Regions from separate parts of the Mus musculus genome. Here region 1 is linked to region 2. A link is a contact called in public Hi-C data. All regions are on one chromosome and are shown on one strand. Each heading gives the region's core, a stretch centred on a gene start, on an enhancer-like site or on the middle of the called end of the contact. The rest is flanking DNA. Distances are from core to core; before and after follow the strand shown. Region 1 overlaps Cc2d2b (coiled-coil and C2 domain containing 2B). Region 2 holds the start of Dntt (deoxynucleotidyltransferase, terminal).

The links. Hi-C and Micro-C count contacts between places; a contact is called where the count stands out from the background.
Region 1: a Hi-C map of LSK cells shows a contact between it and region 2, with 2.3 times the contacts expected there. The contact joins the enhancer-like site here to the promoter of Dntt in region 2. A contact is called at or near these places in 2 of 39 promoter capture datasets (pre-B cells and stem cell-derived epiblast-like cells), 5 of 484 Hi-C or Micro-C datasets (CD4 T cells, LSK cells, hematopoietic stem and progenitor cells and 2 more), 1 of 115 datasets of contacts at active chromatin or transcription factors (large pre-B cells) and 1 of 9 other capture datasets (liver).

Annotation. Positions count from the first base shown.
Region 1 is chr19:40,809,064-40,815,263 of GRCm38.p6, reverse strand. It overlaps Cc2d2b (coiled-coil and C2 domain containing 2B), which reads right to left. Exons shown (of 35, transcript NM_001376940.1): 27 at 6,152-6,200; 28 at 5,792-5,989; 29 at 4,593-4,682; 30 at 1,935-2,048. Among named protein-coding and RNA genes, the nearest start is that of Gm33482, 6.1 kb to the left of the region's middle. Within about 2 kb of position 1,908, at least 45 of the 459 cell types and tissues checked have an H3K27ac peak or open chromatin away from gene starts, as enhancers often do. A contact at or near this core is called in LSK cells and hematopoietic stem and progenitor cells, where this site is marked.
Region 2 is chr19:41,024,541-41,031,027 of GRCm38.p6, reverse strand. It overlaps Dntt (deoxynucleotidyltransferase, terminal), which reads right to left and starts at 1,753. Exons shown (of 11, transcript NM_001043228.1): 1 at 1,387-1,753. The coding sequence starts at 1,589.

The DNA.
Region 1 (6,200 bases), core at 659-3,158, 220 kb after region 2:
AAGGCTCCGAGGGAATCATGGAAGGAGTTTAAAATCCACTAAATTAAAACTGAGAGAAAGATTTGGAATTAGGAGGTAAAGTATACAGGAAAGCAGTCTAATGGACAAGAAGCCTGGGGCAGGGGAGCATCTTAGTGGGCAAAGACACTTACCATGGAGGGCTAGTCAGTAACATGAGCTCCATCCTGGGGACCCATGAGAAAGCCCAAGGGAAACACCACAGCATGCCCTCTGACCTCCACAGCATGCCCTCTGACCTCCACGTGTGTGCCCTGGCACATCTCCTTGCCACCCATACACACACATACATACTAATAACAATAATATTTATTTAGAAAAAGACAGTAAGTATTAGTTATGGGGCCAATGAGAAGGCTCAGCTGGTAGAAGCCTGCTGGCCTGGCCACAGGAACCTGTGTAGGCAGAAGGAGAAAGCTCTCCAGTTTTCCTATGACCACTATGTGTGTGCTGTGGCATGTGACTTGTGAAATAATAAATACAATTTTAAAAAGTTGTTTTTAAGTATTTATTTATTTTATGTATGTGGATATACTGTCGCTGTCTTCAGACACACCAGACGAGGGTATCAGATCCCATTACAGATGGTTGTGAGCCACCATGTGGTTGCTGGGAATTGAACTCAGGACCTCTGGCAGAGCAGTCAGTGCTCTTAACCGCTGAGCCATCTTTTCAGCCCCTTAAAAAGTTTTTTTTTTTTAAAATGGTTATTATTTTGCTCTACATGTATCTTCTCATAGTGTTGAGACTTTCTTAGTGGAAAAATAAATAATTCAAGTAATGATAGTAATATTTAATATTTATTGGTTATGCTAAGATTCATACTGATTTTCCCCTTTTAATTCACTCTCAGTTTTGAAGGTAGGCATGTTTATCACGCACCCTCTTTAATGAGGACTTGGAGTTTAAGGGGCTAAAGTGACAGTGAAAAGCAGAGTGACACTTTCAGCAGAGGTTAGCAGGATGGAGAGGTGAACAAAGCCTAGCCCACACCTGAGTGAAGCTGCTGACTTTAAACTCAAGCCAGTCTGGACACTGCTCAGCCCATTGCCGTCCTGTCCCTACGTCTCTACTTCTCCTGCCCAGCTGCTGGCTTTAAACCCAAGCCAGTCTGGACACTGTTTGGCCCATTGTTGTCCTTGTCCCGATGTCTCTACATCTCTGGCTCAGAGTGCTTGCTCTTCATTTCTGTGTCTCCCGTTTCACCTCATCCACCAACTGAGGTGGAACCTGCCTGCTGTGGATTTTCTCTGTGGATCAAGTAAGAGTTATTTATTGAGATCTTATTAGTGCCACCTACTAGCACTTACAACCAGGGTAGTGGATCAAAGGGGACATTAACAAATTTGACAAATAATAAGCTATGGCAAGGGATCTTGGGAAATAAATCATATCATAGTAATAAACAAACAAAAAAACAAATAAGCAAAAGGTAAGACTGGAAATGCCGAAACGTGGCCAGATATCCACGTCAGGCCGGAATATATTCAGAAGTGTAATGTAAAGTGTTAAATCCTGGAGAAGCAGAGAAGACATCGTTAGAGAGTTAGCTCAAGCCTTACAGTGTAGTTTCTGAAACCGGACGGTGGTGGTGGATGAGAACAGCCACAGAGCCAGGCACGCCCGGGATGCCGCATGACCCCTTATCTCATTCACTGCACATTTGCCACAGACAGCTGCTGGGGTGTGAGGTGGTTTTATATTCCCGGAGGCCACGCCAAGAGCCCCATTTTACAAGAAGAAAAGTAGAAACTGTTCTTTGCACTGTAGAAATGTTGGTGTGCCAGCATTACCCTCAGGTCACAAATGCTTGCCCTTGAAGCTCTCGGGTGAGCGGGTGAGCGGGTGAGCGGGAAGTCTCCCAGACTGGCGGCTTAAGTGTGGTTGAGTTTCTTTCACACTTTCCCGGCACTTACTTCTAGTACTGAGGTTCCCAGGGTCACCAATGCCTTCTTCCCGAAGTACAGAAAGAAATTACAGAGAAGTATGGCATGCTCTTCTTTATTTCCAATGGCCAAACTAATGCAGCACTGGGCAAAAGGAAAAAAAAAAAAAGGAACAAAAAATAATACAATGTATTTTAAAAGGAGGAGGAAGAGAGGAAGAGGAGGAGAGAGGAAAGAGAAAGTTGAGTCCAGTAAACAAGGCATTTAGAGCCGTGAAGTCCAGCTTCCACTTTATCAGGCTGTTACTACAAAAGCAAAGCAGAAAGCTCTGACTTTGATAAGGAGTAAGAAGAAGAGAATATTAACTTGGGACACCGGGCCACTCAGATAATGGGATAGGTGATACGGATACTGTACAGAGTGGCAGGACAATTTATATCCCAGACAAGGCATTTCTTGCAAGGCAGATATACTGCCCTGAGCTTCCAAGGGTGCATTCTGGATAAATAATCACACAAGGATCTGGGAGAGTGATAATTGGGGCCTTGGAGCTACAGTCTGTCCTGTACCAATACAGTGTTTGATTCAAAGAAAGGAAGAGATATAAGTCAAATGATGCTCAATCAAGAAGCATAATAGAAACTTCTTACCCTAAAGAGCTAGACAGATGGGCTACAGATAAGAGATCCAACCCAGGATACTGAGCGAGCGTGTATGATAAACAGGAATAGGTACAGCAGGAAAGGCAGCCTGGTGGCCTAGGCCCACGACAATGGAAGTATGTTTGTTTGGTCCTTAGACATTTTTGTGTGTGTGTGTTTTTGTCTTGTTGTTATTGTTGTTGTTTTGAGTCCCTGTCTGTTCTAGAATTCACTATGTAGACCAAGCTGGCTTCAAACTCAGAGATATTTGCCTGCCTCTGTCTTTTGGGTGCTGGGATTAAAGGCATGGGCCACTACTCCCAGCCTTGGCCCTAGAATTTTTTTAAAAGAAAACTTTTGTGTAAACCTTTAGATTTCTGACTTCTGTTGAAAAAAAGATTCTGACTTTCTATTAATAACTTTGGGCCTAAATGTTCAATTGCCAGCTGTTAAGTCTCTCAGACTATCCACACACCCAGAAGGGAGCTTACACTGGACCGAAGATTTCTGACACTTAGATAAAAGCCAGAATTTCTCTGGAACTTATGAAACTGGTTCCCTTCTACCAGGAGTCATTTCCCTTACCTCTAGCAGAAGGGACACATGGCTGCCTATGGTGCCTACCACGATATCAAAGTCCATGTTGGCCTCTGTGTTCCCTCAGTATCACAAGTGCCTCTTCACATTTCAAAGTCCATCCTAGGCCTCCTCGCCCCTCCTCTACCCTCCCTCCAGCTCATGGGCTTCCCTCCCCACAGCCATCCATCCTTCCTATATCCCAGCTATTCCCACTCTTCTCTTTGTTACACACGTTCTCTCTTTAGCTTTTGCTGTCCACTTTCTCTCTGTGTCTCCTATTACCACTAACTCTCTCTATTTCACTGCTCTCTCTCTCTCTCCCCTCCTTTCCCCTCCCCTCCCCTCCCCTCCCCTTCTCTCTTCTCTCTCTCTCTCTCTCTCTCTCTCTCTCTCTCTCTCTCATTGCTATTTTCCTTCTCTCGAAGAGAGCCCTGGTGGTGCCCAGTCTGCCAGCCATTTCCATCTACTTCTTTTTGTCTACACCCTGGGCTCCTTCAGGTGGCTCGGTCTGTCCTCCCTTTTCTATCTACAACAAAGCCCCTAACCATATCATGGGTCATGTCAGCAGTTTCTTTACTGTGCCCACTGGGATACAGCAGCAATCTGCTGTTGAGTAGCAGTGATAACACACCAATGAGACACATGCTCTCCGGTTCATGACGGCCCTAGAGAGAGAGAGAGCCAGGGACGTGGGGTGGGATGGGAGGCCAGTGAGCTCCCGGTTGCAACTATTTATTCAGCAGCATGGAAGAGAGCATAGCAAGAGATACAGCCACACCAGTGTGCCCTGGCTGCATCTGATGCTAGATGACAGGGTTCAGAGAGAGTAGAATACCTCGCTGCTGACGTTCCCACAGAATAGGAATATTCATGAGGAATTACTTGGACTTTTGAATGGAAAATCACCCTAATGACTTATTTTCATAAATGACTATGGAGTAGGCAAGTAGACACAAATTATCAGATACTTTCTGTTGTGAGGTATCTACCAGAGAAGACTGCTAGACTGGGTTTTAAACTAATAGAAAGCCTTTATAAGCTGGCTGGCTTCCCTGGATGCCTGACATCCCAGTGTAGCCCTGAGCCTTTCTTAGGATGAGCTTTTAAGCACAGGAACCATTCTCTGGGTTGACAGACTTCAGTTAAGAATAGTTAGCCAGAATCAGAACTACAAAAACCAAGGAAAGCAAGGTTAGTACATTTAGAGACTTTCCCAAAACTACGGGTTTTGATGGATTAGGTCTTTGTTTTCGTTTTGGCAGGTGGTGCTGTGTGCTGAATTTTACAGCCTGAATGGTACTTCCATCATGGAGTCATTTGTGCTAAGGTCTCAGGGCTTGCTAAGGTCTGGGGGCCCTGTTACATTCTCATATTTCACAAAGCAGAACACTACATAAGAAGTGCTACCTTAAGGGGAAAGACAAGTGAGAAATAGCATACATTTTAACTATAAAATGTCGTTTGTTACCTCTGATGTCATCCATATGTCAGAACCATCATTTTCATCCAACGTCTCGGCCGCAAAAGGAATCAGAGATACGAATCGGGCAATGAGGTCCTGGAACGGTATTAACTGACGTTCACTGAGCATGTCCATCATCCCGCATAGCACTTCATAAGCAGAACACACTACAGGTCTCCAGGGGCCAGAAAGAACAAGCTTAGAGGGATAAAATAACTTGCTCAGAGGCACAAAGGTGAGTCTCTGGGGATTGGGCCCAAACAGCCTGACACAGAGAAGACTTGTCCCACATTATGTTTTATTGTAACAAATTATTACAATTTAAAAACACTATACCACTGCATCAACATTAAATGTATACTTTCTAACTGTAAATGTCAGCATTTTTTTAAAAGGTGAGAAACAACGAATATTTGCCTTGCTTTTGGTTCAACATCTTTCTGAACTCCTCTTCTTAGAAACTTCTTTAAGCTGCTGCAGCCAGAAACAGAGGGAGACGTGACCTGCTTCCTCAAACACAAGGGCACCGAAGGATGTCCCCTCCCCACCAGAATGAGGCAGGCCAAGACTCAGGCAAGAAAGGAGAAAGGGCAACACGCAGGAAGCTCTTTAACATTTGAAGTGATGTGTAACAGGTGCACAGCCACCACGGGTTGTACTAATGACTTCATGCGGTTACGGCTCAACAAGTGCCTGAGCCACTTAGTTCCAGGACAGTGGGCCTCAGACCGACAGGCAGCAAGAAACCATGATGGAAAAGCAGGGTGCTATAAAAAGTAACCTACCTGGATTTGGGTGTTGATATATTCTTTTTTTAGGTCAAAGGGTCATATTAAGAGAGCTTTATAATTAACAAATAACATAAAGGAGGACAATCAATTGCCTAGACTGACCCCCAGATAAAAGGTGCAGTTGAGCTCAGCAATAGCGGTGCATGTCTTTAGTCCTAGAACTCAGGAGGTAGAGGCAGGCAGACCTTTGTGAGTTCGAGGCCAGCCGGGTCTACAAAGCAGGTTCCAAGACAGTCAGTTTTACACAGACAGACAGACAGACACAGACACACACACACACATACACACACACACACATACACACACACACACACACACACACACACACACACGATACTCTTGATTCTTCATAGGTTCTCTGTAATCTCAATGAAACTGCTAAAAACAATAACTGAAAGAAAACTTGACACTCACAAGCGTTGCATTCGAGTCATGAAGAAATATATCCAGAAGCTGCTGGGGCGGGTTCAGGGCCTTGATGTATCTGGTGACTAAGATGTGCATTCCTTCACCATTAAAAACAGTTGCCACGACTCTTCGGTTGGGAAACATGGCCTTACAGTTCCTGGTAAAAGTCTGTGCTCGTTGTAGAATGTCTATTTGGTCTGAAAACTAGAATCAGATTTAAGGCAGCTCAACACTATGCCTCCCCCTTACAAAATAAGGGAAAAGCCAATGTTTACTTCTGATAGATTTGAAATTTCCACTGGTCTTTAAAACCGTTTACACTTTTTTTTGATGATCCGTTTCAGAATAATTCAGCGTGAGACCTACCTCGTCTACTTTTGGATTGTACGTGACATATGATATCTGAGGTTCAATC
Region 2 (6,487 bases), core at 504-3,003:
CCTCCAACAGATGTATGGACCTTTTATCAGAGAGCTTTCTGAGTGAGTGGCACCCTGCCTGATGGCTCTCCCTTTCCTGACTGGTCCCTGTTCAGTTCCTTTACCATGAAAAGCATCTTGGTAGCTGCTAAAACTTTTGATTTCTGTTTTTAACTTTCTCTTTGAAGATGTTTTTTCTGTTTTATCCCTCCCCCTTTACCTATCTAATCTCTTTCTCTTTTAAAGCTAACACTGTACATAAGGCTAACAGATTAGTTATACTCAAAAACGAGTTGAAATATTGGATTGTGTGAAAAGAACATCAAGGAATGAAGTTGAGAGTGGCTGTGATGACTTAAAACAAAAAATAGGAGACCATGTGACAAAGACTCAGAAAAGAGAGAAGCCCAGAACCTCAGGAATTTTTGATTGGGGACATTTTAGCAAAAAATCTAAAAAGATCCCCTCAGCTGGGCATGTGGAGTGTGAAATTCCTGAGTACTGACCTTGGAAATGTGTCTCCTCAATGTCTCCAAAGCCAGCATTTCATCAGCAAGAAACGTTTGGCAATTTTCTTTTAAATTCAAAGACTTTCCAAAATCCCAAGTGTAAAAGTCAGATCATCTCTGACACGGTATGTTCAGCACCCCTCCCAACTTGCATGGCTGAAGGCAGTGAACTGAGTGCCCCCCCACTCCCACTGTAACCCCAACACTTCTGTCTGCAGCCGTCAGGCACACCAGGGCCTTTTACTGGGACTTTCTGAATCGCTTTGATTCTTTTCATTGGGTCAAGAGAGTGAACGTACACAATAGTCAGCAAAACAATGATAATTGGTGCTTACTGAACGAGTGCAGATGGTAGCTTCAATCACCTCCCTGCCTAGACTCTGATCATAGCACACTGGGGTGCCATCTGTCACCCCTAGACAAACATCTTTAACCAGCATCTCTTCCTGAAGCCCACTTGGACCACCCTTTGGAAAACCATCACCAAGGCCAGTAAGGTACCTGTGGTGACTCACCTCAGCCTAGCCCACCATAGACCCTTAGCAGAGCAGGTGTGTATAAGTCAGAGCCAGACAATCAGAACACCCTCCCTGCTCCAAAGTAGCAATGTAAAAAATTGAACCCAATGGTGTTGGTTCAGTTTGGTACAGAATGGAATCGAGTGGTTTCTATGTGGTTCTCTGACTAGTTTTCTGGTTATCACTCCTGGATACTTAATCTCAGAGTCAGTCATGGGAAGCCATATTTTTTTTTAAAAATATTATTTTTTGGTACCAATTAGTTTCTATATAATCTCATTTAGTCCCCACTCATCTCCCTTAGCCAACTGGCCCCTTGGGTCCCTTGGGGACGTCCTCAGGGCTCCTGCATGCTTGCAAAGTGACCAGGGCTGTCCTACCTGAGCTCATTTTCCACCCTGAACCCTTTCCTTCGGGCCAGCTCCATGAGGAAGGCTCTTCGAGTTGTTCCCATCTTCTTTTCCAAAATGAAGAGGACCAAGTCTCGAAATCGGATGTCATAAGGCGTGGAAGCCACTGGGGTGCCCAGCTGCCTGGGTCTTTTCTTCCGAGGACCCAGGTGGACTGCTTGCAGTGGATCCATGGAAGCAGACAGTCTAGCTCTGTCTGTACCATCAGGTGGTGTCTCCAGAATGAGGGCTCTGATGTCCTCTCACCAGCAAACCCATAGGTACCACCCTGGTGACAACTTCCTGCTGAAGGAATGTCTCACTCTGATCAGGTCCTTTCTCCCAAAATGGAGCTCTTGACAGAAAGAACAGTGAACTTGGGTTTTCATACACTTGATCTCTGCAGTACCTCAGAATAAACTTATGAAGAAAGGGGGACCTCGCCACTGGTTGAGTACTGTTATTTATCTTTAGACATGTTCAAACCCTTTAGGTTGCATTTTAAAAGCCATTTTTTAAAAAATGTATTACATTTGCTTACTGCGCAAGGGGGCATGTGTGTGCATGCCATGACATCAGTGTGGCAGTCAGAGGCATCTTTCCCCCTCCACCGTTGTAGGTCCCAGGAATCAAACGTGGGTTGTCAGTCTTGGTAGCAAGCTTCTATCATCACCACTTAGTCATCTAACTGCTCCTGCTGACTTTATTCATTGATTCCTGCTTTACTCTAGCTCACTTCTATTCTTTCTCTCGGACCTACGTTATGGTACACTGGATGTCTGTAATTGGCACAGATGTGTTACATACAGCTGTTGTGATTTCACGTGAATGCCACCTGAATTTCTCACTCTGCTGGTTGCTTTTTTTTTTTTAATTTTTTTTTATTTTATGTGCATTGGTGTTGGAAGGTGTCAGATTCCCTGGAACTGGAATTGCAGACAGTTGTAAGCTGCCACATGGTTGCTGAGACTTGAACTCTGGCCTGCTGGAAGAGCAGTTAGTGCTCCTAACCACTGAGCTATCTCTCCTGGCCCCATGGTCACTTTTTTCCCAACAAGCCCATAACTGTGATTTTCCTGGCTCTGTCTACTCTGCTGCTTTAGTTACTATCGTTTTGCAGTGGGCACAGGACCACAGGCTCCCGTGTGTGAGCACATTTTATAGAAAGCTAAGGTTCAGACACTGCAGATCACAGAGTATGGGGCAAATGAGATCATGAATGCAGTTCTTCAGACTTCAACCGTGATGCAACTTAGTTTGTTTTTGGTTTCTATTTTTTCAGTGCACTAAGTTTCCAGAGAGTGGTCGCTACATAACTAACATAGGTCTCTGAGACGAGATGAGTTTTGGAGAAGAGTCATGGGCATGGAGTTAGGGACATTTTCACAGCCCTGTGCAAAATGAAAATTTCATCTTTAGTTAATATTACTTAGTAGGTCTCACTTCTGGAACACCTACTACAGGACCTAGGCAAGACCTCAAAACCTTTGCTGACTGAATTCTTATAAGACCATACTGCCAGCTAGATACCCATATAATACGGGGGGGGGGGGTTGTCAGTGCCCACAAAGTACCATACAGGCAGCGAGATGCAGCAGAGAAGATCCTCAGCCCCGCAAGCAACTTGCTCAAAGTCACAGAACAAATCAGTAGCCACCACTAAGAAATGGCTGAGTCAGGACTCGGAGTCAGGTTTGTCTGACTCCAAAATGTATATACTCTTGGGGCCGGTGAGATGGCTCAGTGAGTAAAGGAGCTTGCTGCCCATCCTCGAAACTTTGTGTTTCACCACAGCAGCTAGCACAGTGGAACGTGAAACTGATTCACACAAGTTGTCTTTTGATCTCCATAGAAGTACCAGGGCGCGTATGTGTGTGGGTGTGTGGGTGTGTGTGCGCGCACGTGCACACACACATGCACACATAAACTAAAAAATCAAAATTAAAAATGTATGCTCTTAACCAGACTGGTAGTACAATGCCTTTAATCCCAGCACTTAGGAGGCAGAGGTAGGAAGATCTCTGTGAGTTCAAGGTCAGCCTGGTCTATAGAGTCAGTTCCAGGGCAGCCAGGGCTACACAGAGAAACCCTGCCTCAAAAAAAAAAACAAAAAAAAAAAAAAAAAAAAAAAAAACAAAAAACAAAAAGCAAAAACAAATATATATGTGTACACACACACACATGTATTTACACACATACACATACCAAACAGCCTCCTTCTGTCATGCCTCCTTACCCAGTAATAAATATGGACCCTTCTCATGTATTCCACCACAGCATTTGGGACTTTTACTGCCTTCAAGAGCGTATGAACGCATGAGCACCTCAGCACTGCCAAAGGAGGGTGCTATGACAGCTGCCATCGGGCATCCACAAGGCTGTTTCATGCAAGAATGACAGAGAGCTGTAGTGAACAGACTTTGGCTCTCTGCAAGTATCTACACCTGTCAAAAGTGCAGAGTGGGCTCCCTGTGTGGTAGAGACCTTGACGGTGTTCACGGACATGTAGCAGAAGGAACTTAATCATCTGGAGGGGCCTTTTGTGCAGCTCTCTGAGACTAGGGTGCAATGTTTGCTTGATAGAGACCAATGAGTGGGGACAAGCCTCCCCCCACACACACTTTGGCCCCCTGTTAGATGCTTGGTTTCAGACAGCTACATGATAGAATTAGTCTTAGCCTCCAAGTGGTCTGACAGCATGAACAAGGCAGTCCTCTAGCTAGGCCCCGGGGTGGTATCATCCCCATAGTAACGTGAGTCCACAGAAGCAGCAACGGGGACAGAGAATAGCACACAGACAGAGGATGCCGCCATAGATGCACAAGCTTCTATCTGCACAGCAATGTGAGACCACAGAAGCAGCAATAGGAACAGAGAATAGCACACAGACAGAGGATGCAGCCAGGGATGCACGAGCTCCCATCTGCACAGCTGGGAGGCTGTGACCTTGCGTAGTTGCTTCACTTCCTTAAGCCTGTTTTCCCCACATCTAAATCAAGAACTGAGATAGCCCATTTCACCCCCGTACAGAAGGCGTGACACAGAGGAGAACCTTAAGTAAGAGTCAATAGTAACTTTTATTTTGTTCAGAGGGTCAACTTAGCTCAATCTAAAATCAGATCTATAGTTTATAAAATTGTTAAGTTATCCAAGTATCACATTGACCAGTGTTAACTACTGCTGCACCCAAGAGTGGGACACGTTTCCTACAGTCAGTCTGAGCTGACTCAGTGTCCTTTTCTGATTCCTAGATTTCCAGTGCCCATTAAAGAAGTCTTCTATGGCCGGGTGTGGTGGCGCACGCCTTTAATCCCAGCACTCGGGAGGCAGAGGCAGGCAGATTTCCAAGTTCAAGGCCAGCCTGGTCTACAAAGTGAGTTCCAGGACAGCCAGGGCTACACAGAGAAACCCTGTCTCAAAAAAACAAACAAACAAAAAAACCAAACAAATAAAAAAGAAGTCTTCTATGGTAAATTCTCTCTTGTATGAAACACCCAACTGAATCTTTAATACAATGAGAGCAGAGGTACACGCAGGGCATTAGCCACACCACTAGAGGCATACTCCATCTGAAGAGAGACTCAGGAAGACGCACATACCAGGCAGCTCATCATGGCCTGATCTGTACATAGAGTTTAGAAACAACACGAGCTGTCTACTAGCCAGCTGTTGGATAAAGGGTAACAGGTAAGTCATGCCATAAACTAGTTAATGGCATGTGTAAATGTCCACAATCTAATAATTACAAAACCAGCTCATAATACGTGGTGACCAATTCTCATAGAGAGGAGCAAGGAGGCATATGACCAGCCCTACATCAGAACAGAGAATCCTGCCACTCAGGGGGTTTAGGCAGGACTTTTAGCTTTGTCTTTGTGCATTTTTCTTTTACAGACTTATTTCTTTCCTTCCTCTCCTTTCCTTATTTATTTTTCTTTGAGATGGAGTCAAGCATGCTTCCCAGGCTGATCTAACCCAGCAACTTACAAGGCCTTTCCCAACGCCACCTCTTGGAGCAACTTGTACTACACACTATGTTTGGCTGTTGTTTAACAGACTCCTACAATAGACAGGAATTGTATTTTAGCCACAACAGTAAATTACTTTTAATTTTTTTCTCTTGTGTTTACATCTTGGTGACTCAAAGGTGGTGAGATTATTTTAAGTGAGCTGAATAAAGGGTGGACATGTCTCTGCTTCATCCTGTGTGAGGTCCTGCCTGACTGTCAGGCAATACTCTACTGATCCAGAGCCCTGATGGTGGGGAAAGCAGGGGTTGGAGTTAGAACCGTTTAGGAATCTCACCCTAACCAACTCTGGAGATGAAGTCTGGGGCTTCCAATCCCAGTTTTCTGACTCTCGGGGTCCTTCACAATAGCATCATGTAGCCTGAAGCCTTTGTACTATGATTTGAAAATAGTTTTTACCCTCGAAACCTATATGGGAACTTTATTGCCATTGGAGCATTGTTGGGAGGTGGACCTGGAGGGGCAACTAGACATCAAAAAGGATTAGTGCCTTTGTCACAGGTTGGATGCAGGGTTGTTGAAACATAAAGCCACCCTTCATTATTCATCCCTGCCACACACACCCCGCTTGCCTTTCTGTTCCCACCATGGGAAGGAGAATGCAACCTTATCTATGTTCAGTGACATCCCAGCCTGCAGAACGGTTAGCCAAAATAAGTCTTATAAATTACCCAGTTTCAGACGGTTTGCTCTAACAGCTGAAAATGGACTACACAGTCACGGCTTAATGAAAGGAGGTGGAAAACTGCTCAGAATCATGGAAGCATGGTGGTCACTTTTGGAATTAATTAAACTCTGTTTATCAAGTACCTTGAACATTGTGAAACATGGGTCTGGGGAGCTATCTCAGTTGGTAAAGTGTTAGCCACCCAAGCATGAGGATGTGAGTTTGATCCATGGTATTCGTATTAAAAGCTGGTTGTGACAGCATGAACTTGTAATCCAGTGCTAGGGTGACAGGGACAGGCAGATTACTAGGGTTTATTGCCCAGCCAGCCTCGCCTAATTAGAGTGAGAGACATTGTCTCAAAACAAGTGGGTGGCATCCTAGGTTGTCCTCTGAA